7 separate regions of the Mus musculus genome follow, and all the other regions are linked to region 1. A link is a contact called in public HiChIP or PLAC-seq and promoter capture Hi-C data. All regions are on one chromosome and are shown on one strand. The core of a region is the stretch at or near the end of the contact, and the rest is flanking DNA. Distances in the headings are between cores, read along the strand shown. Region 1 holds the start of Atg2b (autophagy related 2B). Region 2 holds the start of Cyp46a1 (cytochrome P450, family 46, subfamily a, polypeptide 1). Region 3 holds the start of Setd3 (SET domain containing 3). Region 4 holds the start of Ccdc85c (coiled-coil domain containing 85C). Region 5 holds the start of Hhipl1 (hedgehog interacting protein-like 1). Region 6 overlaps Ccnk (cyclin K). Region 7 holds the start of Evl (Ena-vasodilator stimulated phosphoprotein).

Region 1 (3,113 bases), core at 234-2,733:
GCTGTCTAAACTAACTTGTGTGTGCTCTCTGGTTTAAGTCACCTAGTTTCGTTACAATTACCTTGTGTCATACCTCTTAATACAAGTTGTCAAGGAATTTCCATAATTTAAGCTTTTCGAAAAAAGAGTAGACTCGACAAACCCAAGGCCTTAAGTAAAATAGTAGGCATTTTAGCCCACTGATGCAAATACAACTGCTTCTGGCGAACTGAATATACTCAAAGTTCAGGTGAAGTCAACTCACAGCCTCTAGGAGGAAACAGGTTCTTTAAAAAAAGGCTGACGCTGCGGCTTCGGCTCCCGAGCTTTTGCAACATTTGCGTTTACGACCTGTCGATCTATCACGTGAAGCAAAAGGGCAAATCTAAACAGCACTACTGGGGCCATTCACAACCTCACGCAAGCAGAGCAGGCAAACTGGCAAGAGGGGCCTTCGCCTAACTTTCTTTCAGTGAATGAAGACAACCAACCCAGCAAACGCAAATATACCAGCATCCAGACCAAAATAAATAACTGGGGATTTCTGTCACCTCCTCTTCATCTTTAATTTTTCTTAACGTCATCCACAGAAATAGGGTTTGTTTGCCTAGGAACACCGCAGACACTCGCAGCCCAAGAGGCAAGGGTGGCCACGTACTTTCCTGGGCCTGCCTCACAAGCGCCCCCCCCCCCCCCCAACCAATGACTCGATTGTTTCGCCCCGTGTGTGCCTCCATTACACCGTTTAAGCCGGAGCACGTGATCTAGGAGCGCAAACTTGCTACACTTTACACACTTCCCTGAGCCGGGCCACACTTGAATCTAAACAATTCCCAAAGGAGAACCGAACGTGCCCGATGCTGGATGACAGTCGCTCAGGTCTCGCCCTGGGGAGAGCCAGTTCCTACCCCTGCTGGCTGACAGCAGCTTACCCATTTGTCCAAGGGGACCTGGGCAAGGGACCCGGTGCCCTGGTACAGATCCAGGCTCAGCTGCTCCAGGCTCAGCTTCTCCTGCAGGAAGTGGCCCAGGTACCTCTGTAGGAGGTAGCGACAGGCCCTCTTCTTGATGGATTCTGAAAATGGCCAAGGCATGGTGAGGGCTGGCGGCTCGAGGGAGCCGGGGCTGCACGCGGCGGCGACTCGGGGGATCCGACCTGGGCTCCAGGCAGCGGCAGCGCCTCAGGGTCGGCCCGGCGGCGTCCCCAAGCCGCGGTGGGGATCTAGGTTCGCGGTGGCCGCTGCATGTCGGTTCGGCGCCGCCGTCCCTCAGGGCAACCCCATGGCCCGCGTCGCGACGCTCGCACTAGGCCCGGCGGGGACTGGGCGCTGAGCAGAACCGGGCGCCCCAAGCCGGGAGCTTCCGAAGCGCTCCGTCGGTAGGGAGACAGAGGGACAGACAGAGAGGGCTGGCGGCTGAGGCGAGACAAGACTCCGACGCGGCGCGACTAATTTGTTGTCATCTACTGGGCGCGCTCCCGCCTGAGACACGCTCCTGGCGCGTTCGCGAGACCCAGACTCCCGGCACGTACTCGAGCAACGGGCACAAGCGGAAGTGACGCCATATTGCGGGGCTGGAAAGGCAGGAAAAAAAGAGTCCGGGCCGGAGCATTTCCGGTGGTGAATGGGCGGGGCAACTGCGGGGGCGGGGGTGGTGCCGGCGCCGCGATCCTGGCCCCAGCAGTCTCCGGACGAGGAAGGATAAGAACATGGGCGCTCGCAGGTGAGTGGGCGGGCTGGCTGCGGCCCGTGGAGCCTCACCTTGCAGTCGCGGCCGGGTGGTGGGCGCCGGCGGACGCCCGGACTAGGGCTGACGGAGGTCTGGGGGCGGGTCCGGCCTGGGCTGTCCTGCGGGAAGTGATGCGGGGATGCAGGGCGAGGACTGGAGACCCGGCGTTTCTGTCCGGGTTCTGACCGATGCCTATTGTCATCAGGTTGCCCCCCCCCCCACCCCCTTGCCGGCTTTGTTTGCAAAGCATCTAGTAGTTTGCCGTTTGCAGAGCGCCACGCCGACGACCAGGAAACTTGGGATCGGGGCGATTGCGGGCAGTACGGTTTCCTCTGTTAAATCCTGGCGCTTCCCGACCCGCTGAGGGGCTGCTGCCTCCTGGAAGACTTTGTGCTCTCCGCAGGCTCTGCGCAGCCCGATTTTTATCTTTTAGGGAGACAGTCTGTGAAGAGGCGCAGCTGGCTCCTTAGGAGGGCAGCCCCTAAAGGCCCGGAAGTCTGCTGTCCTGGGTTAGATTCCTGACACTTGACACTGGGCCACCTTGAACCTATGCTACCCTCTCTGAGCCTACATTGCCACCTCAGCCAGGTGTGAGCAGATTAATATCATAAACTCGAAAATTGAGGCAAATGAAATGACGTGTGCCGGGAAGGAACCTAAACCGAGTCCTGGATTGAGGAGACCGAATTAAGGAATTCTGGCCCGTGAATGGGGCATCCTCAAAATGGGTTCTTTTGGTTTAGTTGGATTGGGTTTTGAGACAGTCTCTCACTGGGTAGGTAGTTGAGGTTGACTTTGAACTTATGTGGCCCAGACTGCCCTAGAAATTAGGGTCTCCCAAATGCTGAAATGTCAGGCTTGCACCACCACACACCATTCGGAGTCTTTATGTGCTTTGTAAGAAAGGGCCTCTTATTTTTAAAAGATGATATTTTAGTTGGAGACTTGGAGGTAGAAAGATACATGAACGTCTGAGTTATTTTTCAGATAAGAACACCACCTGCAAGGCTTACCACATGCGTAATGCTTGGTAAGTACCAGGAATTTGAGGAGGGAAGACAGGAAGGAGTGTAGCCATCGCAAGGAATGATGGAACTTTTGCTCTGGGTGAAATAAAAAGAAATGCTACATAATCTGGCCTAAGACTGCTAACTACAGTGTTGCTAATAGTGGAATGTTGGGCTTAGAAGACCAAAGGTGAAAACAGCCAGGGCAGTGCTGAAGGACAGAGCAGTAATCCAAATTCTGTGGTTTGGCCTGGAGGAAAGCCCTGAAGACTAGAACCGGTTGGGTCTAGGCATATTTTGACACTAATAAGACATGCTTACCCGGCATCAGGTACACAGTTTTATCCCAGCACTAGAGAAACAGATGCAGATGGCTCTCTCCTTAAGTTGAAGGCCAGC
Region 2 (3,442 bases), core at 173-2,672, 2.6 Mb after region 1:
GCCTTCCCAGTGCTGAGATTCAAGGTGTGTATCACCCACCATATCCACCTAGCCTCGAACTTTTGATCCTTTCTCCTGTGAGCACCACGATGCCCCACGGTCTTTGCTGTCTACTCTCTTTAACTCGCCTAAAAGCACGCAAGAAGTCTACACCCTCCTCGCAGTCTCATGCCTTCATCTCCTCTCAATTCAGGAGCTTTCACAAATGGCTAAACTAAACTGGCTGACCTTCCTCTGCCCCCAAGCAGGGCCACGGGAGGTCCCTGTTGCGCACATGCGACTGCCGCTCGCTACCACACGGGGGCGCGGTGGCAAGCCACATCCCCCTAATGCCACTCAGAGGCCAGTCCCCGGTTGGATGCTTGGCTTCCCGTCTTGTTCAGGCTGAGGTGGCCTCTCCAGACCGAAATCAAGCACAGCTCCTAAAGCTCTCCCCGTCACCTGCAGCTCACGGATCCCTGATATGTCCCTCCCGGGGGCTGGTCCTGTATACCCGGAAATGTAGGCACACGGTCCACACTTTTTTCCTGTTTTTCTGTCTTCAGACCCCTCCAGGACCTAACCAAGGTCTCGGAGTAGTCAGAAACCGACCTTCTCTCGAGGTCTTCAGAGCCCCCACTCCCCAATCCCGAGGCTCTTTATCTAGTCAAGGAGAGCGCACATCTGGCCCTCCCATCCACTGCAGGCCTATCTGAGCGTCCCCCACGGGAACTGAAACTCGGAAGTGAGGAGCACTTTGCGCTTCCACCGGGTGAGAAGGCGGAGCACAGCCCAGCACATTCCTATGGACCATCACCCATACTCAGGATTATGGTTTTCCCGGGCCCAGGAACTCCTGCATCCTGCTAGGATCTTGTCCTCCGCCTCCGGGCGGACGCTGGCACACAGCGGGCGCAAGGCTTGCACCGACCTGCAATGAAGGCGCAGCGCGAGGACATTTGGGATTGACTAACTTTGGGGCGCTAAGGTTTCAGGGAGATGTTTGAGAACAGTCAGCGCAAGACGGGGATTGGAGGGCTGGGAAAGGGTTTTCAGAAGGTTTGCACGAGAAAGGAAGAGGCCTGGCACTGCACGCGGAGAGACAGTTGGCGAGGCCAAAGGGGCGGAGCCAGCGGACGGGATTTGCGCCGCCGCCTGGGCAGCTTGCGCCCAGGAAGCGAGGTTGCCAGGACAACGCGTTCTGGGCGGGGCGACTTCGGGGTGGAGTCTGAGCTCAAGAGAGGGTAGAAGGGGCGTGGCCTCAAAGTCTGAGCCAAAAGCCAGGTTGTGATTGGTGAATACTTATCGCTCTGGGCGGGAACGGCGTGGCGGCTGGGGCTGGGCCTCAAAGAGGGCGTGGCCGTGCGGGGGCGGGTCCTGAGAGCTAGGGCTGGAGGCGGAGACGTGGTTGGCGGGTCCGCGTGCCCGGGGCGGGGTCGAGCCAGCGGGGGCGGAGCCGAGCGGCGGGGGCGGTGCTGGTGAGCGCGGGGCCTGGGGCCGAGGCGGCGCGCAGCGCTGACAGCTAGTCGGTCGCAGCCTCCGGCCCCCTCTGCACCGGCGCCGACCACGAGCCATGAGCCCCGGGCTGCTGCTGCTCGGCAGCGCCGTCCTGCTCGCCTTCGGCCTCTGCTGCACCTTCGTGCATCGCGCTCGCAGCCGCTATGAGCACATCCCCGGGCCGCCGCGGCCCAGGTGAGCGGGGGGTGGGGGCGGGGGCCTGGCTGGGGCTCTCGATCGCGGGGTCTGGGGACCGCGTCAGAGCCAGCGCCCAGGACGGGGGTCCAGCCTCGTCTTGTACGCACGGCCAGCCCGGAGACGCAGGCCCGGAGAGGGGCGCTAACTATTCTTAGTAACAAATTACTCACAGCCGCAGCAGCTGCTGGGCGCCCACCGCGCTTGGCTGGGCCGCACAAATGTGTCGGCAGCTACAGTCCTGTCAGGTAAGCGCTGCTGTTACCCCATCGTTCAGACCTGCAGACTGAGGCGCACGCGGGGAAGTCACCTGCCAAGGTCACACAGTTGGTAAGCCTAGATTTAAACCCAGGTTAGGCTGCTTTCGAAGTGGACGCTGCTAACTTTAGGACTTGGACAGGGCCAACCTGTCCAAATACTGAACACTGTACTCCCGTCACGTTTTTCTGTTTCTGTGTTTCTGTCCTGGGACATTCCATTTGTCCTCAGTATTTCCATTCCGTTTTTGGCCACTTTACCAATGGCTCCCATCAAAAGCTTACCTTTCTTTTCCTTTTCTTTCTTATTCCTTTTCTCACCCCCCCCCCTTTTTTTTTGGAGACAAGGTTTCTCTTCAAAACCCTGGATGTTCTGGAACTCACTATAGACCAGGCTGACCTCAAAACTCACAGAGAGATCTGCCTGTCTCTGCCTCCTGAGTGCTGGGATTAAAGGCCTGTGCCACTATACCTGGCAAGAGCTTTTTGAAGCTTAGAGTAGATGTGTAATGAAAGTGTCCCAAGGGCTTCCCATCACTTCAGAGTTGAAAAATCCCGTTTCACATGAACCATACCACACAGCTAGCAAGCTACTACTAAGTTCACAGGCAACTTAGTACCTGTCCCCTCTTGCCCCCTTTGCATACTACGGTTGCCCTAAGCCTGCCTGTCCCCTACATCTCTCCATTGGCTCTCCCCATTCACCTTCTCTGGCCTGTGAGTGGTATTTTCTTGTTCTCATATCAAACAGGCTGTCCCAATCCCTCTATGTGAAGCCTGCCCAGCCCCGGTAATTTTAAGGCTACCCCTGGAGTCACCTTTTTTCCCACCTGTTGATTGCCCCATGCTAAAATGTGAGCCCAAATAGGGCAGAGATGTTGGGTTTGCTTGTGTCATACCTCCAGGGCCTGGCATGTTGCACTTAATTGCTCAATAAATAAATATCTGTTGAATGAATAAATAAATAAGCAAAGGTATTAGACACATTTCTTAAAGACCTCTGGATATGAACATTCTGGAAGGTACCATCTCCAGTACAGCAGCCTGAATTCCTGTTTGTGGACCCGAGTGACCCCTGTGGCTGGAGACATGGGGAGGCCACTCTTCTCTCCCTTGTGTCTCTGCCCTCCTTTTGACCTTGGGGGTCTCCCTTGGACACCCCCCCCCTTGCCTTGTTTAGCACTTACAACTTTCACTCCTCCTAAACAGGCCTTCTCCAGGACTGCATGGCTTGGCTTAAGGCTATGCTAACTCCTTAGGGAGGGGGCCCTTCTGTTGGACCTATAGCCCCTTAAGTCACCGTGCCACCTCTTGTTAAGTGTTTGTCTCAGTCACTGTGGTAGCCTTGATGTCTCTCCCAGCAGAATCTGGCACATGCACAAATTCCAAGTTGGATGGTGGAATTTCTAGGTTCTGTCTCCAAGCCATCCATCCACAGTTTAGAAGTGAGCAAGCATCTATTGTTCTGACAATGTCTTCTAAACCTATGGGCTTTGGACCTTTCAGACCTGATT
Region 3 (3,468 bases), core at 23-2,522, 2.5 Mb after region 1:
CTGCTGTATTTTAAGGGTGCGTTCACTTAAAACTCCCCAAGACTATCACTGTTTAAAACTCATTTTAAAAACACCCTCAGCATCGCCTTTGAAAGGGAAATGGGAACAGTATCACATATGAAAAACCCACACTTTCAGTGTCCAAGTCTGGTTTTAGTTTTTGTGTGTTTTTTGAAAGGGTCTCCCTATGTAGCTCTGGCAGGCCTGAAACTCCGGATTCCCTGCCTCAGCCTTCCTGGATGCAGTTCTGTTACATCTATCAGTAAAACCTCAATCTTCTAAGGGTCTGCAAAGGCAAGATGGCTGTCAACATCCTGTTCAAATGTGTTTACTTCGGTAACAACACCGTTTTCGTTTAGAAATGGATTACAGCATGTCCCGAGTCATCTTTACGCGTGCACCCCTCCAGAAACGCACCAACGTCCTCTCCCGACACGACGCGGAGGGGGTGAGGCCCCTCGGCAGCCAGTGGCGCACGTCACTAATCAGCTCCTTCTCCAAGAGTGGCAGGCGGGGAGAAGAGGCAGAGTCGCATGCCCAGGCTGCAGCCGCAAGAAGGAAGAGTTGAAAATCGGAATGGCAAACTCCGAGAGCACGGACCGCTTCTCTCTCGCAGCGCGCTCGTCGCGTGTGGACCTCGGCCAGGGGCGCGTGGGAAGAAACCTGACCTATTTTCTACGCCCGCCTTTGCGAGCGGGCAGTGGAGGACAAGGCGCGGGGGCCGGGCTCCCCGTGGGCAACAGAGAGCTGCAGAGGGGCCTCGGCCCCAAGCCGCGTGCGCCTGCCACCGGAGGAAGGAAACCAAGGCTGCAGCCCGCCGCACGCAGTCCCAGCGCCCCGCGCGCACTCCGGGCCCCGGCCGTACCCGAGGGCGGCGCCCAGGCCGCGCCCAGGCCGCGCCCTGAACCTGCCGCCTGCCCCCGTCCCGGTGGAAGAGGGAAGCTGCAGACGCTCGCCAGTCCCCTCAGGGACCGGGCCTGCCGGGCCTCGGAGCCCACAGCCTCCCAGGCCCTGAGAACTCGGTCGCGGCCGAGCACCGGACCTCGGAGTCCGCACGCTCGGCCTCACCTCCTTAAGGAGCGGTGGAACCCCGTCCCCTCAGCCCGCGGGCCGCACGCGGGTGCTTGCCGTCCGCACTCACCTGCCCGCTTCGTCTTCGCGCAGCGGCGGCGCCACACTCCGGCCGGGACCCCACCGTCCGCCTCAACCAACCCCCAGGCGGCGGCGGCGGCGGTGGCGGCGGCGGCCGGACGGGAGGGGCTGGACGGCAGCCAGAGACAGCCCCGCCGCCTAGGCCCAACCCGGCTCCGCCCGCCCCTGGGCCCCGCCCACGGGCCGCCGCCGCCGTTCATTGGCCCGCACCTAACACGCCTCGGCGCGGCTCCGCCCCGCCGCCCATCCGCCCGCCAGCCAGGGTGCTGATCAGCCATTGGACATCAGCAACCGGGGCGGAGCCGTATCCGAAGACTCGATTGGTTAGATCTCGCGCTGTGATTGAACGACGGGAGCCCTGGCTCCGCCTCCGGGCCGAAGTTCCGTTAACAGGTTCGGTTGCTCCCGAACTCCCTTTCGCCAAGGGGGTGGGGCGATGGGAGGGTGTGTGCGAGTGTTTCCCCTCCCCCTACGGGCCGCAGTCCACAAGGCCGCAGGGTAGGCGGAGCGGCGACTGTTGACTTGTTACTTTTTTTCTTTTTTTTAGCTTTACTTTCTTCTAATTGGTTGACAGGCACCTGACTTTCGCCGCCCCCTCCGGCCGCTTCTTAACGTCCCGAGACGCAGGGAAATGACGTAGTTCCCCGACATTCCACCTCCAAGATGGCTGCTGTCAGGAAGGAGAGACGTCGCTGAGGGTTTTGCCTGAGGCGAGGGGTGAGTATCTAGCTGGCCGCGGGCAGCGCCGCCCACCGTCTGCGCTCCTGGTGGTCCGAGGAGGGTATTTTCCAGCTGCCTGGGTTCTACGGAAGAGTCCGGCTTCCCGGATTCCACCGCCCTCCTTGGAATCCCTGATGCACGTTGAAATTAGCAGGCGACGCGGGGTTGGCGGCGAGGGAGCTTCGGGACAGGGTCGGGTCCTCTGGGGTGCGCCGCTAATGCCTGGAACTGGAAGCTGACCTCGCAGAGGAAAGTGGTTGCGGTTTGGGGGATTCCTAGCCGAGGAATAAAAGGGTGGCGGGGCTTACACGCACAGACCCTGCCTCAGACCGACCCGGTCACCCACGGCTTGTGGATCCCTCTGTTAAGTAGGATTGAGGCTTTGGAAAGTGTTCCGTGACTCTTGAACCACGGAACTCAGGTAGGACCAGGAATGAAAAGGGACTTCCTCGATAAGACTCGTTCTTACCCAGACGTCATCCTCTCCTGAGTGCTTGTTTGCCTCGGTGTTAGGGGAACTGATCTTTATTAAGTTGAGAAATAACATGTATATGTTAATCTGAAAACGTTTAAGCAGTTTAACCTGCCTAATGTATTCTTGGTGGTGTTCTTAACTTTGGACTACCAATAAAACACAGCTTTCCATAAGTCACTCAGTGTTTAAAATCAGTTATCACAGACTGGCTGTCTTCCTACGTAACCCTGGCTGGTGTGTAGCTCTCTCTGTAAACTAGGCTGGCCTCCAGCGCAAAGATATCTTCCTGCCTCTGCCTCCAGAATGCTGGACTTAAAATTAAAAAGTCATGTGCCATGAGTCTTAGCTAAAGACTGGCCTTTTAGGTTTTAAAGACAAACCTCACACAGGTGGTATCTTGATATATGTTGTTTAAAGAATAATTGGCCAGCATTTTGCAGTTGTGGGTGTCTTTAACTTTTTTTTTATGAGTGATTCCATGAAAGTGTAGTGATTTCAAGCCTCAATACCTAGAACATTATATGGCACTTAGTAAACTATTGCTGAATGAATGATAATAGTTGAGAAATAGTAATGTTGATAAACATTTTGATTAAAATTGTTAGTGTCAGTTGGGTGGTAGTGGTGGCTCACATCTTTAATTAGAACACTTGGGGTCAGGGGCATGCAGATCTGTCTGAATTGAAGGCCATCCTGGTATACAGATCAAGTTCCAGAACAGCCGAGGCTACATAGAGAAGCAGTGTCCCAGAAACCAAGAGAGAGAGAGAGAAGCTGTTAGTGTTGTCAAAATCTGTTTGCTAAATAATCGATGGCAAGTCAAAAATTGCCCACGATAAATAAAATTGGTTTTAGGTGTTTCCTTTTTTTGTAGGAATTTCTTAAACAATAGCTAGTTAGGTTAAGTCTAATTCGTATTCTTAAGAGCAGATACATTACATAGCATTTATGTTGCAGAGTAATTTCAATGTCACGTAACTGTTGAGAGCTTTTGAGAAGTACTACAAATACAGTTAACGATGGAGGACTGTGATAGAGGCCAATCCCTGTCTAGAATCTTCTTAAAGTATAGATCAGCTATCTCTTTGATGTAAGAACTGATTAATGATCCAACTTCTGAT
Region 4 (2,997 bases), core at 137-2,636, 2.6 Mb after region 1:
GAAAATTCACTTGCTTTAGCTTAGGGGCCTTTCATAGTCTTCCAAGAAAAACTCTCCTCTGCCCTCAAGTGTTTTCAGGGTAGGATGAGAGACACCCCTCGACAGCCCCAGAGTGCCAGCTGGTAACACAAAAAGCTGCGGAGGAGAAACTTTTTTCTGCGGCATCAGCTAGACAGGGACACCACCACGCCGAATGCTCCATTTGCTATGCCAGCTGCGGAAGGGTCTGAAGGTGCGACCCCACCCCCACCCCGCACCTGTGAGGTCTCCAGAAACTACTACTGCTTCACGACAGACACCCATGGGCTTCCGATCCCGGCGAGATGCTTACCGTGCAGGCCGTTAGGGATGCTTCGGTGGTGCGGCGGCGCTGACAGGTCATCCAGAGACCGGCGCGTGGCTCCGGCCTTGCCGTCCGGAACCTTGTGCGGCCCCGGGGGCAGCAGAGCCGCTGGGACGTGGTGGTGGTGGTCCGGGCTGCCGCCGCTGCCCGCACTGGACGTGCTGCTGCCGTCGCCAACGTCGCGGGCCCCCGAGCCCGCTGCGCTCCCCGCCAGGGGCCCGCTCAGGCTGGCCTGGCTGTCGATGGAGCTGCGGGAGCCCGCGCCGCCGCCGCCGCCGCCAGCGCCCCCCGCCGCCGCCAGCGCCGCGCGCTCCTCGTCCAGCAACAGCACCAGCTCTTTCAGCTCCAGGTTCTCGCGCAGCAGGGCCTCCTGGCGCGCCTCGAGCTCCCGTAGCTTCTGCTGCGAGCGGGCCACCTCGTGCCACACGGCGCCGGCCGCGTGGCGTCCGAAGCGCTGCCACTCGCGCGCCAGCTTGCGCCCTTTCTGCCGGTCGTCGTCCAGGAAACAGCAGAGCTCACGCAGCTCCTGATTGTCGTCCTGCAGCCGCTGGTTCACGTCCTTGAGGCCGCGGATCTCCAGCAGGTGCTGCTGCAGCCGCCGGTTCACGTCGCGCATCAGGCCGCCGTGCTCCAGCATGAGGCCCACCTTCTCGCCCTCGGCGCGCCGCAGCCGCCGCGCCAGCTCCTCCTTGCTCCAGCGCAGCAGTTCCTCGTCCGGGACCTGGCTCAGCTCCTCCGACGCCGCCGCTGCAGCCGCCGCCGCCACCGCCGGGGGCTTCGCCATGGCGGGGCCGTCACCGCGGCATCGCCCTCGCCCGCGCCGGGCCGGCGCTCCCCGCGCCGGGGCTTCTCTGGGCTCGGCCACGCGCGCGCGGGGGGCGGCTGGGGACGCGTGCGGCCCGCCCTTCGCCGCCTCGCGCTCCCTCCCGCGGCCCCCTCTGGGGTCACCCGAGAGCCCGCGCACGCCTCAGGACTGAGGAACCGGGACCGTGGCTGCGTCGGCGGCCGCGGTGCCCCGGCTCTCCGAGCTCGGGCGCAGCAGGCGGAGGCCCGCCCCCGGCCCCGCTCCCGGAGCCCCAGCTGCCCCGCCCACCCCGGGCGGAGAGGGGGCGGGGCGCCGCCGTTGGGCCACGCCTCCGAAAGGGAGGCGGTCAGAGGAGTGGCAGGCCCCCGAGGTCCCCCTACGCGGTGCGCCGGCCCGCCGGGCGCCCTGCCAGAGGCGCGCTCGAGCCACGGTCCCGCCCTCCCACAGGTCTGATTGGCCAGGTTCGGGGGTGTGCGGGAGGGGCGGGGCGCGCGCGGGGAGGCTGAAAAGATGGTATCTTCCAACCGCGGGGCCTTGCACCCTCCTCCCCCCCACACTCCCGGTTCAAGTTTCTTCGCCCGGAGGACGCGGCCTGGGCCAATCCCAGGACTACAAGGGGTTTTAAAATGCAGGTAGGGCTAGGGGGTGGCGGGGACCGGTGGGAAAGGTAGGGCAGGGCTTCCCTTAAAGGCGACGCGCGAATTTACGCGTCCCTTATCCGGCCAGCGTCCCTGACCCTCCCTTTCTCACCCTTAATAAACAGATGCCCACCCGGCGAGCACAGCTCTCTCCCTCCCTCCCTCCCTCTCGGGGGCACCAGAGTTCGGTACAGTCCGAGAGAGGAGGAACAATAGGACCCTGACATGGGGGGTCGGGCAGGGCTGGTCTTTGTCCCTTTCCGGGCCACCGACCAGAGCCACCTGGGTCCCTGCCTAATATTGCAGCGGGGCTGTCTTCCCACCCCTAGCCCAAGACCGTGGAGCCTTGCCAGCCTTATCTCAGGGCCAGATCTCTCTCCCTTCTTCCCCTGACGTGGTGGGAGCCGAGGACCTGCCCTTTTCCCAGAGCAGTTCTCCGAGCCCTTCCCTTCCGCGCACTACACCGCTAAATCCCTGGGATTGGAAGAACATGCAGTTCGCTAGGTGGAAACCCCTGAGAAAGGCGAGGGAAGGTCTTCCACCCTGGCCAGATAGCTGGGGTCCATAGGTACTCAGCGACCGCAGAACCTTCTTCCCTCGCCCCGCATCGCTGCGGAGCATACGGATCTTCCCACACCTATAAATCCCGTCCCCTAAGCGCATTTAACAGCGCTTCTGCAGCCAGCGGGCCGAGGGAAGGATGCGTTTCCCCTGGACCTACAAGGAGATAACCCACTCTGCGCGCGCACAAACCGGGGTAAGCTACCCGGGCCTGGAGCGCGTGCCCGCGCAGCAGCTGACATCCCCCTTTTACAGTTACTCAGCCGTTTACTAAACCACCTCATGTGCCCTCTTACACCTTCCCCATCCCGGGGGAATTCTACCGGGACAAGAGGCCACTGCTCTCTGAGGGCACTTGGCATTCTTGGGAGGAGGGAGAGAGTACAACGTGAGAAGAATCGGTGAGGCTGTCTGCAGCGCTATGCGGGGAATTCAATTGCCTTAGATCTGTGTTCTGGGAGGGACCTAGGAGCTAGGACCTAAACCTGAGTGACAAGGACAAAGGTAAGCCTGGAGGCCGGACAGGTGAAAGGAACAGCAAGTGGAATGGCCTTAGGGTTGGCTTGTTAGTGGCCGGTTCGAAGGGGAGGAGGGGCCGGCGAGATGGCTCCGCAGGTAAAGGAGTGTGAAGCCCAGCCTGACAACCTAAA
Region 5 (3,453 bases), core at 192-2,691, 2.6 Mb after region 1:
CCTTCTCTGAGACCCTGGCAGGGTTCCTGGAGGTAAACTTGCAAGAGCTTAACCCCAAGACTGTGACACCCCTGGTTTCTCACTCTTATGCACATCTAGCCTCCAAGAATTTTCCCAAATGGTCTGCTACCGGTACCTTAATCTGGCTACCAGTCTGGGACAAGGACACAGTGACCAGGGGCTCTACTGTTGCCTGGCACTTTGTGTAGTCACTCAACTCCCGAGCTAAGGCTTTTCAGACTCCCATTCAGCTATGATCGGTTAAGCCTATAATAAACACTGCCTGGAATGGGGAGGAGGATGGAGTGGGATGTTCTTCCCCTGCTGTCTGTCCCCAACTATCTGACAGTGCCATCTCCCTGTCTCCCCCTCTCCCCCCTCGAGGGTCCAGCTGCAGCGGTTGGCCATAGCTTTTCTAACCACCTCCAACCATTCAGGGACTTTGTGGACCAACTGCTGCAACTACAAAACTCCGTGCTGTCTCATCGTCCCATGTGGATTCTCATCCTTGACGTCAGTTACACGTGCTTGCCCTTAAAGACTTAGAGATGAGATGTTTGCTCTTATATGGGGACTTTGACTCATAGCTGGCCCCCACCCCTACCCCATTTCAGGCTCCAACCACAGCCCTGTGGAATCTAAGCAACCCCAACCGCACTCAGCAACTGTGGCAGACTGACTGATACAGGGCTGTTCAAAGAGACAGCAGCAAGTGGGTATCATGTGAAGGCCACGTGGGAGTGTGCGTGACAGAACTGATGGAAAGAGTATTCCAGGAAGAAGCCGGTTCTGGGGTCTTCATAGACAAGTGCTAGGGGCTTTGACATGGTGGAATTCTGAGCCCATGGGATAGTGTCTATGTTCACTCTTGGGGTAAAGTTGAGACAAGAGATGCAGGAGGAGAGATGACGGACGAACAACCATCTAGGAGACACACCCATTAGGGCTTCCCACAGAACCCCACGGGTTCTGGGCTACGGGTAGAGAGTTCCACGGCCAGGGGAGGACAGAAGCCCTGGCAGGGCCAAAGATGGACTGACTGTGCGGTTGCGCCTGTTCCCTCCCACCCCCAGGCTCATGCTTCACTTCTTGTGAGGTCCCAGGCAACACCACCTGTCTTTTATGCCACACCTCCACATTTAAACACTGCTAAAGATCCTGTCTGGCTCAGTGGGAGGTGGGACCTAGGAGTCCCTGACTTGGGCTTTGGGGTTTCGTCTACTTGGCGGCTAGCGAGCACCTGAGAGAAGTGGAACTGTGAAACTGGGCAACCGGGGCTTCCCAGACGCCAGGTTTGGAAAGGCTGGGGCCAGAAGGAGGGGGCTGCCCGCAGAGGGGAGCTGCAGAGTGCCGTGATCCTCCAATCCTGCAGAGTGCTCCCAAGCAGAGGTGACCTCCAGCGAGGGGAGTCCCTGGACCCTAGGCCTGTAGGGCGAATCCACCGGTTTCCCGGTGATCTCCCGGGAGGGTGCAAGCAAGGCTGGAGGCGGGCGCTCAGGGCGCGGCCAGTGGCTCCTGGGGGGCGCATCGGCGGGGCTGGCTGGCCGGCCTTTGGCTGCTATTTCTGCAGACTGCCAGGAGAATGGCGGGACGGAGGGCTGTGGCCCGGATCGGGCCCGGGGCGCTGCTGGTTCTGCGCGCTCTGCTGGCCGCCGCGCACCCGCAGTGCTTGGACTTCAGGCCGCCCTTCCGGCCGCCGCAGCCGCTGAGCTTCTGCGCGCAGTACTCCGCCTTCGGCTGCTGCACCGCGGAGCAGGACGCGGCGCTGGCCCGGCGCTTCCGGGTCCTGGAGACCCGCATGGATGCCGGGGTGTGGGCGACGTGTGCCGGCTACGCTCTGGACCTGCTGTGCCAGGTGAGCGGGTGCACGGAGGCACGTGGAACACTAGTCGCTGGCGGCGGGGGCGGGGGCGGAGCAGGAATGGCATCCCCAGAAGGGCGATACTCAGGAGTGGGTCCCAGACTTGGAGGGGAATGACGACCCTACAGGCATGAGACTTAGGAATGGATCCTGAACTTTGGAGGTGATGGCAACCACAGGGGCAAGGGTCGGGAGCGGGTACCAGACTTTGGAGCTTGGGGGGTCCAAGAGGGAGTGACTTGGTATCAGGCGGGAAGACCTGGCTAGCTAGCTCTTGTCATTCATTTGCTTTGCAAAGATGTTGGGCTTTTTTTTTTTTTTTCCCTCGAGACAGGGTTTCTCTGTGTAGCCCTGGCTGTCCTGGAACTCACTCTGTAGACCAGGCTGGCCTTGAACTCAGAAATCCGCCTGCCTCTGTCTCCCAAGTGCTGGGAGACAGAGGCAACACCACTGCCCTGCTGATGTTGGGCCTTTTAGGAGCCTCAGTTCCTCTTAGAGACTCAAGACTCCTATTCTCTGGGACACCCTGGAAGCTCCCGCCCCCTCCCCCCTCCTCCAGTGCCCCACTGCAGAGAGTCCTATCTCTGTCAGGTACCAGGATGAAGTCTTTGCTAAGTCTAGGAAGGCAGGATGGGAAGATATGTAGCCAAATCTGAGGCATGACTTTGTCAGCAGTCTGGGGACTGCTTATTCCGATGAGGACTCTTCCACAGGCAGACTGAAAGGAGTAGTCTGAGAGCCCATTCCTCAGGGCCAGGATGCTTAAAGCACCCACCTTTCTTTTCAGCTACTGGTCTCCTCACCTGGTAGAGTCTCTCCCCAGATGAGTTACTCTCATCTCTCCTCTGATAGTGAAGCCCTTACTTCGATCCACGCTGAACTATCGCTTCCCTTATGTCGATGCGGAGTATCCTGCCTGACTGATCTGATTGCAGGAATGCCAGCCAGCCAGCCAGCCAGGGAAACCCCAAGGCGGGCCCAACCTAGGTCTGTAAGGTGAAGGATTCACGAATAGAAACCGCCCTCCAACCCCTGCCAGACAGTACGAAGTTCAGATCCCAGCCAGCAGGGGGCAACCTGCAGGGGAAGACTAAAGGGCGGACTTGGGTTTGATATAGTACATCTTCTCGTGACTGAGAGCTTGCGAGGTTCACGGCTGTCTTTCAATGACATTATCTTTAAAACAGGATCAGATGTCTATCCCTCACCCCATACCACAGAGATTAAACGGCATAGGCAGAGCAGTCCATTTGGGGTTTGTAGGTAAATTCCTCTAGTGCTTCCTTGCTGGCCTAGAGAGAGAGCGGGGATCAGGAGCTGCTTCAGGAAAGTGGTGACATGGCCCAGTGGCAGGTCAAAAGACCTGGACCACACTCAACGCCCTTGTGAAAAAAAGATCATGGAGATAAGGAGATGGTGGAGGGGAGACCACAGCACTCTAGGGTGTCCTGTTCATCTTGCCATGGGTTCTACTAAGCCAACACTTGGTGCATCCCAAGAGAGCCAGAGGGTGTGGTGAACCCACTCACCTCTCTCCCCATCCTGGAAGTCCACCCAGATGTGCCCACTGCTATCCCTGCCTCACCCAGAGC
Region 6 (3,089 bases), core at 343-2,842, 2.5 Mb after region 1:
CTCCCCCTACCTACAACCCCAATTTCCCACCCCCACCCCCACGCCTGCCCCCAACTCATGCAGTCCCTCCTCACCCTCCTCCAGGCTTGGGTTTGCCACCAGCCAGCTACCCACCTCCAGCTGTCCCCCCTGGGGGACAGCCCCCTGTTCCCCCACCCATCCCCCCACCTGGTATGCCACCTGTTGGGGGGCTAGGGCGGGCGGCCTGGATGAGATAACGGGGCGCCCCCCCCTTTGTTTTAAGAATTGTTTTCCAACCAACTTGAAGAATAGACTGAGGGGGCGGCAGCAGGGCGCCTTGTATATGCTAGACAGTTGCAGTGTGGGAGGGCTGGGCCCTGGCATGAACTGTGTGCCCTGGGCAGTGCCTGCTGTGGTGTGATCACATCCAGTCCCCGCTGCCGTCTGTGTCCTGCACGGGGCTACTTTAATACTAGTGAAGATGTTAAGTAGCCACATTGGCTCAGTTAATAGCTTCAGTAAGGAGTGACTAACCCTCTAGAAATCAGTGCCTAATTTTCCTGAGAACTAACTTTTGGTATCCATGTCCTCCTGTCTGCAGTCTGGCTGTTGTTCTTCCATTCTGTGGCTTCTCTCTGTGGCCCCTAGTAGGTGAGGTGACTCCCCACTTAGCTTGTAACTCTGTCCTCTATTGTCATCTGGGGGGCTGCCTTGACGGGTGGCTGTCTCCTTCCCTCCATGGAGAAAGGAGGTGTGTACTTGGAAAACAATGTATGTTTACATCTCTTTGCAAAGTCTTGTACATAGAGAGATATTTTTTAAGCGTGAATGTAACAACATACTGTGAATTCCATCTTGGTTACAAATGAGAATCCTTCAGTCAGTTGCCCGAATAAAATCAGTTCTGAAACTACCGTTTATGTGTGAGTACAGCCTCTCTCTCTACCTCAGTTGATCTGTCCCACGGCCTGTGCCTCCTTTGGAGGACCTGGTGTTCTGGGCTACATGAGCTTCTAGAGCTTCTATCAGGCTTAGGACCCTCATGTTCCTGACCTGACAGTAGCCATGAGTGGTCTTTCCTATCCAGGGTGGGACCAGCTGCCCACCCAACAAGCCGTCAGCTCACAACAGGAAAAAAGCACTACACACTCGGCTCCGAGGCTCACAAAGAGGCCTTTATTATCTAGTTCAAAGTAGACACTGTCACAATCTTATGTTACTCCTTTTACTAAAATAGTTCAAATCAATGCTTTTACCACACTATCAAAAGTTCTATTTTTTTTCTCTCTCCACAAATCAAAGTGGTTCGATAGAAGGTAGAAACGGCCGAAGTGCACAGGCTCCAGCTCTACACGGCCAGGGCAGGAGGGGCAGCTGCAGGTCTCACCACCAACTCCTATAGAAGACCGGCCCAGGGCAGAAACCAGGCACTCCAGCCCCTCCCAAAAGCAGCACGCTTTCCCCCACAGTATGAAAATAGACACCTCTGCCACTCTGCAGCCATGCATTTTGTTTCTTAAAAAAAAAAAAAAAAAAAAAAAAAAAAAGATCAGTAGTATGTATCTCACTTCCTCTCAAGTTTCAAGAAAGAAAAATGAAAGGTCACTTTGTCTTGAAACACTGGCGCGTGGCTGTTGATCGCAAATGAAGATGTGCTCAGCAGATTCTGACTCCGGGGAAGGCCAGGCCACCCTAGATGGGGCCAAGTGACCTGTCACAGTGGGGACGGGGGTGGAGCCAGCACAAGCATATTGTGAGCTTGGGGTGGAGAATCAGCACTGCAAAGGCTAAGGCTCCAGAAGGGAAGGGTCACGGAAGACCACCTGCCCTCCCTGGCCCCGGGCTCAACTGGGTTGCTGCTGGCCTCTCCTGTTAGGTTTGAGATATGACCCAGGCTGTCCTAGGGAAGCCAGCCTACTGCCGAGGGCTGGGGTATAGCTTGTCTCTCTCTGCCTGCACAAGGGCAGAGGAGCCTGTGAGAAATTCTCTTTAGATTCCCTGGATGCCCTGCAGCACTAGGGACAGGATCTTTCTTGTCTTCAGACTCCAAGAGCTCTTACTTATTGCTTATTTCAGAGGTGGCTGAACTGTCCTGATACAAATGTGACTGGGACTCTCTGACTTGGCTCCCACCTTGTGTGGGCCACATACCTCAACATTATTCTGCGGTTTCTTGGCTTCAAAGAACCAGGAAGGGTCTTGCCTGCCCAGCAGCCCACTTAGAAATACCCAGTACCAGCTGGGGCCGGCAGATGGAGTTGCAAGTTCTATCGATTGACCATCCAGCAGCTCCTAGAAAGAGCTTCCCAGTGCCACCAACAGCCGGAGCAGTAGGCCGGTCCCCTACAGCCCCTGCGCAACACTCCCTGGGCACACCGAGGGCCATGGGCCTTTCCCCTGAGAGTGTGGGACCCAAGGGTGTGGGCAGCAAAGGTGCTGGGTACCACCCAAGGTTACGGGGCCTGGGCTTGTTGGGGAGCAAGGATGTCACCCACCTTCTTGGCCTGTCCCCTCTGCTCACAGGGTTTGGGAGGGACCTGAGGCAAGGACAAGCTCTTTGGGCTTGCTGCATGGGGCTCTAAGTACCATTGCGTGAGGACAGCTGATGGGTGTGGATGTAAATACACGGAACTGGCGAAGCCAGCAGTGTGGCCAGGGCCTCCTACAGACAGCATCTGCATGGTTCACAAAAGCACCTCACTCTCCTCCAACCACACTAGAGAAAACTCCTGACAGCCATGTGCCGCCTTCCGGCTGAGGCGCGAGCAACGTTCACTGAAGCACGCATTTGACCCCCCCGCCCCCCCCCCGCCCCCGCCCACAGGTCCCTTGGAGGGAGGGGCTAAGGCTCAGATGTGACCTGTGAGGAGACAGCATGACAAACAGGCTGGCCTAGCATGTTCCCAGTAGGTTGCCACATGAGCTCTTCCACTGTGAGGACAGAGGTCCACAAAACTGGGGTGGTTTCTAGAGTGAGCAAGAGGCAGAAGGAACGGCTGGGGGCCCAGGGAAGCTGAGTGGCTGGCTGAAGGCCACACAGCAGATTAAAGCCAGAACCAGGCATGCCCCCATCCTTCCCAAGGAAACCTCATCAGGGGATCAGGGGTGGCTCCTTGTAGCACACGGGC
Region 7 (3,008 bases), core at 23-2,522, 2.9 Mb after region 1:
CTGCTGAGGATCTGTTGAGGCACCAAGGTCAGTAGGAAACAGACTGAAAGGGACTTGCTCACATTTCTCCCTACCCCCACCCGCCCTTCCCCTTTCCCTAACAGCTAGCCATTTGAAGCCAACCTCTCTTGAGCAAAGCAGAAAGAAGGCTTTATTCCTTGGATGTAGAAGAACTTGGTGTTTCCCACTCTTCTGATATAAAATGTTACAAAAAGTTAAACAGTTTTTGAAACATGTGGCCTCAAAAAGATTTCTTTTTGGAGGCCACCGGTTCTTGGCTTTGGAAAATGGGTTCTCCTCAAAAGTGTCAGTGATTCTAGTGTGGGGTGCAGAGGAAGGACACTATCTTTACAGCAAACCCACCAACTAATTCTTCCCTCCAAGTTACAGAATGGCAACAACTTGTTAGACCCCAGGGACAGACACCTGGAGATTGGTGGAAAAGCACAATGTCTGGCTGGAATAAAAGTGTGCACCAACCCGGACTCTCCTGGGGACACCTGGAATACCTTCAGGTGACCTGAGGCCTGAGTATTTTCATAACTCTTAGGATGTGACAAGGCTCTTCTGTAACAAAGAGACCAATCTGGTTCCCAGGAAGAAGGGAACACATGAGGTTAGGAGAACTATAACCTCAGGCATTGCTAACAGTACTGCAGAGCAAGGGATCCGTTTAAAAATTGCAACTTTCAGCCCATAATGCTCTGTTCTGAATGCACTGGAAAGCCGGTTCAGTAGGGCTCCACGTGCCTCCTGGCACTCTCCCCGCTCAGCCTTGCCTCACAAATCACACCCTTTGCCCTAAGCCTCTCCACCTGCCCTTTTCTATACAACTCCTCCACCACCAGGGATTCTGTGGGGTCTCTGCCCGACTCTGCTCGCCTAGCTCCAGGTCAACGCCCCAAACCCCGGCCCCAGGCCCACCACCCTCCAGCCCTTTCCGCGGAGCTCCGCTTTGTCTCTCCCTACTAACCCCATCCTCCAGGCCTCTCCTAGACCTAAGATCCCTAAGCTTTCCCGTTAAGGTCGCCCCGGTCTTTCTCTCGCAGACAAGACCCTGGAATTCACTAAGTTAACCCCATTCCTCTAAGCTACAGTATCTCCTTTGGGACCTTAGGCCACGCCCCCCGTCTTGCCCCCAGGCCCGGTTGCCCAGCCACCCTTTCCACAAAGCTTCGCCCCGCCCCTCTGAACCTGGGCCACACCCCTGCCCCGCCCCTCACGCCCCGCCCTCTTAGAGGCGCGGACCACGGAGCCCCGCGCCTTTTGTGTGGAGCTTCGCTGCGGCGCGCGCTCATTCCCTCCGCGGCCGCCGACCGAGGGGCGTCGGCGCGCGCAGTCTCCTCGGCGGGCGGAGGGGTCCTCCGCCCCGCGTGCACCCCGCACCCCGGACCCCATCCTCCGGCCGCCGCCCCGAGTCTCAGGCGGACGCGCGCGCTCGCTCCCGCCCGCGAGACCCCGCCGCTCGCCCCCTCCCCCGGCCCGTCGGCGGGCGGTCGGGACGCGCACGCGCCGGCCCGGGCACGCGCGCCCGCCAAGATGGCAGGGGCCGGGGCCCAGCTGTCAGTCGCCACCGCCGCCGCCGCCGCGGCCGCGCTGCCTCGCAGCTAGCGGCCCGGACGCCCGCCGGAGAAGATGAGCCCCCGCCGCCGCCTGCAGCCCAGCCAGACGCGGAGCCGCCGCGCCCGGGGTCGGCTGCCCCGCTAGCGTCCCGTCGCGCCGCGCTTTCATCCCCGGCCCCGTGCCCGCCCGGCAGCCACGATGAGGTGAGTCGGGGCCTCGAGCGCAGCGAGGCCTGGAGCGCCCGGCGTGGAGGGTGGGGTGCCCGGGCATCGAAGCGGCCCCAGAGCCCCCAGCCGGCGGCCCAAGCACCAGAAGACGCTCAGGCCGCGGGGTCCGCGGGAGGCCGCGCCCGCCTTGCGGTGCCTTACCGCTGCGCGCGCCGCGCCGGCGGTCCACACTTTGCCATCCGCACGGAGCTCTTCTCCATTAGGGCGCTCTCCTCTTCACCTTTCTCTTCTGACCTGTCCCCTTTCTCTTGCCAACCCTCAGAGTGTGCAACCCCAAAAGGTACGGCTTTTGATGTGCCACTCAGCTAGAACCTTGTCAACACCCAGAAACCCGCGTGCCCTCTTCATTTGCTGCACCCAGCCTTCCTTTCCAGACTAACCTTAGCCTGCTTTCTGGGGTGGGGTGGGGCGCGGGGCAGCGTATGCCGGGTTTTCTTTCTCTCTTTCTTTTTCTTTTTTTCTGTGCAATTTTATCTTCTAGGCACATCTTTCTTAAACACCGTAGCGTCCAATTGTAGATTCGGTTCACCTGTTCTGTGAACTGTTTAAATCAAATAATGCACTGTTGTAATTTTTGTGTCTGCCTACTTTCATCAAAGATATTTCTGAAGTTCGTCCATAGTGTTTCTATTATCTACTTACTGTCCTGCATAGTATAGATAGTACACACTGTATCCATTCTACTGTTAGTAGACTTTTGAGTTGTGTGTAGCTTTTCCCCATTAACGTTGCAATGAATATGCCGGTGGGTGTACTTCCTAAAGCATTCATATCTATTGAGTAGATAGTTTCCCTACCCACAAGTAAGTTGGGTTTTTTGTTTGTCTGTTTGTTTTGTTTCGTTTTTTTGTTTGTTTGGTTTTTTTTACATAAAAAACATGTACATCTTTTGTCGTAGTTGATAGAACTAAATCCCCAAAATCATGTTATCACTTTATACCAGCAAGCATTTACTAGCCCTTGTTTAAAAATTCCTGACACCTCTTGGTATTGTCTGTGTGAAATTTTAGCCATTATGGTGAGTGTGAAGTGACATTCCATCAGGGTTTTAATTTGCAGTTTCTGGTTGACTAAAGCGACTGATTGTCCATTTGTGTGTGTTTGGTGGTTTTTTTGTTTTTTGTTTTTTAAATAAAGTGTCTGTTTAAGTATTGTCCAGTTTAGCTTCTTCTTAATTAGTAGAGTTTCCTATTTTTAAGTGAAGAAGATAGCTTGTTA

The links. Promoter capture Hi-C pulls out the DNA fragments that hold promoters and counts their contacts. HiChIP or PLAC-seq counts read pairs in DNA pulled down with a chosen protein or histone mark.
Region 2: a contact with region 1 is called in a promoter capture Hi-C map of liver, with 4 times the contacts expected there. The contact joins the promoter of Cyp46a1 here to the promoter of Atg2b in region 1. A contact is called at or near these places in 2 of 39 promoter capture datasets (cranial neural crest and liver) and 1 of 115 datasets of contacts at active chromatin or transcription factors (astrocytes).
Region 3: a contact with region 1 is called in a promoter capture Hi-C map of liver, with 14 times the contacts expected there. The contact joins the promoter of Setd3 here to the promoter of Atg2b in region 1. A contact is called at or near these places in 15 of 39 promoter capture datasets (the 3T3-L1 cell line, 3T3-L1-derived adipocytes, the C10 cell line and 8 more), 4 of 484 Hi-C or Micro-C datasets (B cells, CD4 T cells, CD8 T cells and 1 more), 7 of 115 datasets of contacts at active chromatin or transcription factors (astrocytes, bone marrow-derived dendritic cells, embryonic midbrain and 4 more) and 2 of 9 other capture datasets (adipose tissue and liver).
Region 4: a contact with region 1 is called in a promoter capture Hi-C map of pre-B cells, with 4 times the contacts expected there. The contact joins the promoter of Ccdc85c here to the promoter of Atg2b in region 1. A contact is called at or near these places in 4 of 39 promoter capture datasets (cranial neural crest, liver, pre-B cells and 1 more), 1 of 484 Hi-C or Micro-C datasets (CD4 T cells), 4 of 115 datasets of contacts at active chromatin or transcription factors (acute myeloid leukemia, astrocytes, pro-B cells and 1 more) and 1 of 9 other capture datasets (liver).
Region 5: a contact with region 1 is called in an H3K27ac HiChIP or PLAC-seq map of extraembryonic endoderm stem cells, with 11 times the contacts expected there. The contact joins the promoter of Hhipl1 here to the promoter of Atg2b in region 1. A contact is called at or near these places in 2 of 39 promoter capture datasets (hippocampal neurons and liver) and 1 of 115 datasets of contacts at active chromatin or transcription factors (extraembryonic endoderm stem cells).
Region 6: a contact with region 1 is called in an H3K27ac HiChIP or PLAC-seq map of thymic regulatory T cells, with 12 times the contacts expected there. The contact joins the enhancer-like site here to the promoter of Atg2b in region 1. A contact is called at or near these places in 2 of 39 promoter capture datasets (liver and maxillary cranial neural crest), 3 of 115 datasets of contacts at active chromatin or transcription factors (forebrain, large pre-B cells and thymic regulatory T cells) and 1 of 9 other capture datasets (embryonic stem cells).
Region 7: a promoter capture Hi-C map of embryonic stem cells shows a contact between it and region 1, with 4 times the contacts expected there. The contact joins the promoter of Evl here to the promoter of Atg2b in region 1. A contact is called at or near these places in 2 of 39 promoter capture datasets (cranial neural crest and embryonic stem cells) and 2 of 115 datasets of contacts at active chromatin or transcription factors (astrocytes and large pre-B cells).

Annotation. Positions count from the first base shown.
Region 1 is chr12:105,683,758-105,686,870 of GRCm38.p6, forward strand. Atg2b (autophagy related 2B) reads right to left here and starts at 1,484. Exons shown (of 42, transcript NM_029654.4): 1 at 912-1,484. The coding sequence starts at 1,073. It overlaps Gskip (GSK3B interacting protein), which reads left to right and starts at 1,595. Exons shown (of 3, transcript NM_178613.3): 1 at 1,595-1,701. The coding sequence starts at 1,688.
Region 2 is chr12:108,332,894-108,336,335 of GRCm38.p6, forward strand. Cyp46a1 (cytochrome P450, family 46, subfamily a, polypeptide 1) reads left to right here and starts at 1,423. Exons shown (of 15, transcript NM_010010.2): 1 at 1,423-1,671. The coding sequence starts at 1,553.
Region 3 is chr12:108,178,012-108,181,479 of GRCm38.p6, forward strand. Setd3 (SET domain containing 3) reads right to left here and starts at 1,273. Exons shown (of 13, transcript NM_028262.3): 1 at 1,142-1,273. Ccnk (cyclin K) reads left to right here and starts at 1,727. Exons shown (of 12, transcript NM_009832.2): 1 at 1,727-1,869.
Region 4 is chr12:108,274,007-108,277,003 of GRCm38.p6, forward strand. Ccdc85c (coiled-coil domain containing 85C) reads right to left here and starts at 1,387. Exons shown (of 6, transcript NM_001159910.2): 1 at 332-1,387. The coding sequence starts at 1,127.
Region 5 is chr12:108,304,829-108,308,281 of GRCm38.p6, forward strand. It overlaps Hhipl1 (hedgehog interacting protein-like 1), which reads left to right and starts at 1,442. Exons shown (of 9, transcript NM_001044380.1): 1 at 1,442-1,855. The coding sequence starts at 1,583.
Region 6 is chr12:108,202,484-108,205,572 of GRCm38.p6, forward strand. Ccnk (cyclin K) reads left to right here. Exons shown (of 12, transcript NM_009832.2): 12 at 1-876. The coding sequence ends at 218. It overlaps Ccdc85c (coiled-coil domain containing 85C), which reads right to left. Exons shown (of 6, transcript NM_001159910.2): 6 at 1,117-3,089. Among named protein-coding and RNA genes, the nearest start is that of Ccnk, 24 kb to the left of the region's middle. Within about 2 kb of position 1,593, at least 7 of the 459 cell types and tissues checked have an H3K27ac peak or open chromatin away from gene starts, as enhancers often do. A contact at or near this core is called in thymic regulatory T cells, where this site is marked.
Region 7 is chr12:108,553,448-108,556,455 of GRCm38.p6, forward strand. Evl (Ena-vasodilator stimulated phosphoprotein) reads left to right here and starts at 1,273. Exons shown (of 13, transcript NM_007965.3): 1 at 1,273-1,766. The coding sequence starts at 1,762. Gm16596 (predicted gene, 16596) reads right to left here and starts at 2,171. Exons shown (of 3, transcript NR_045753.1): 1 at 1,932-2,171.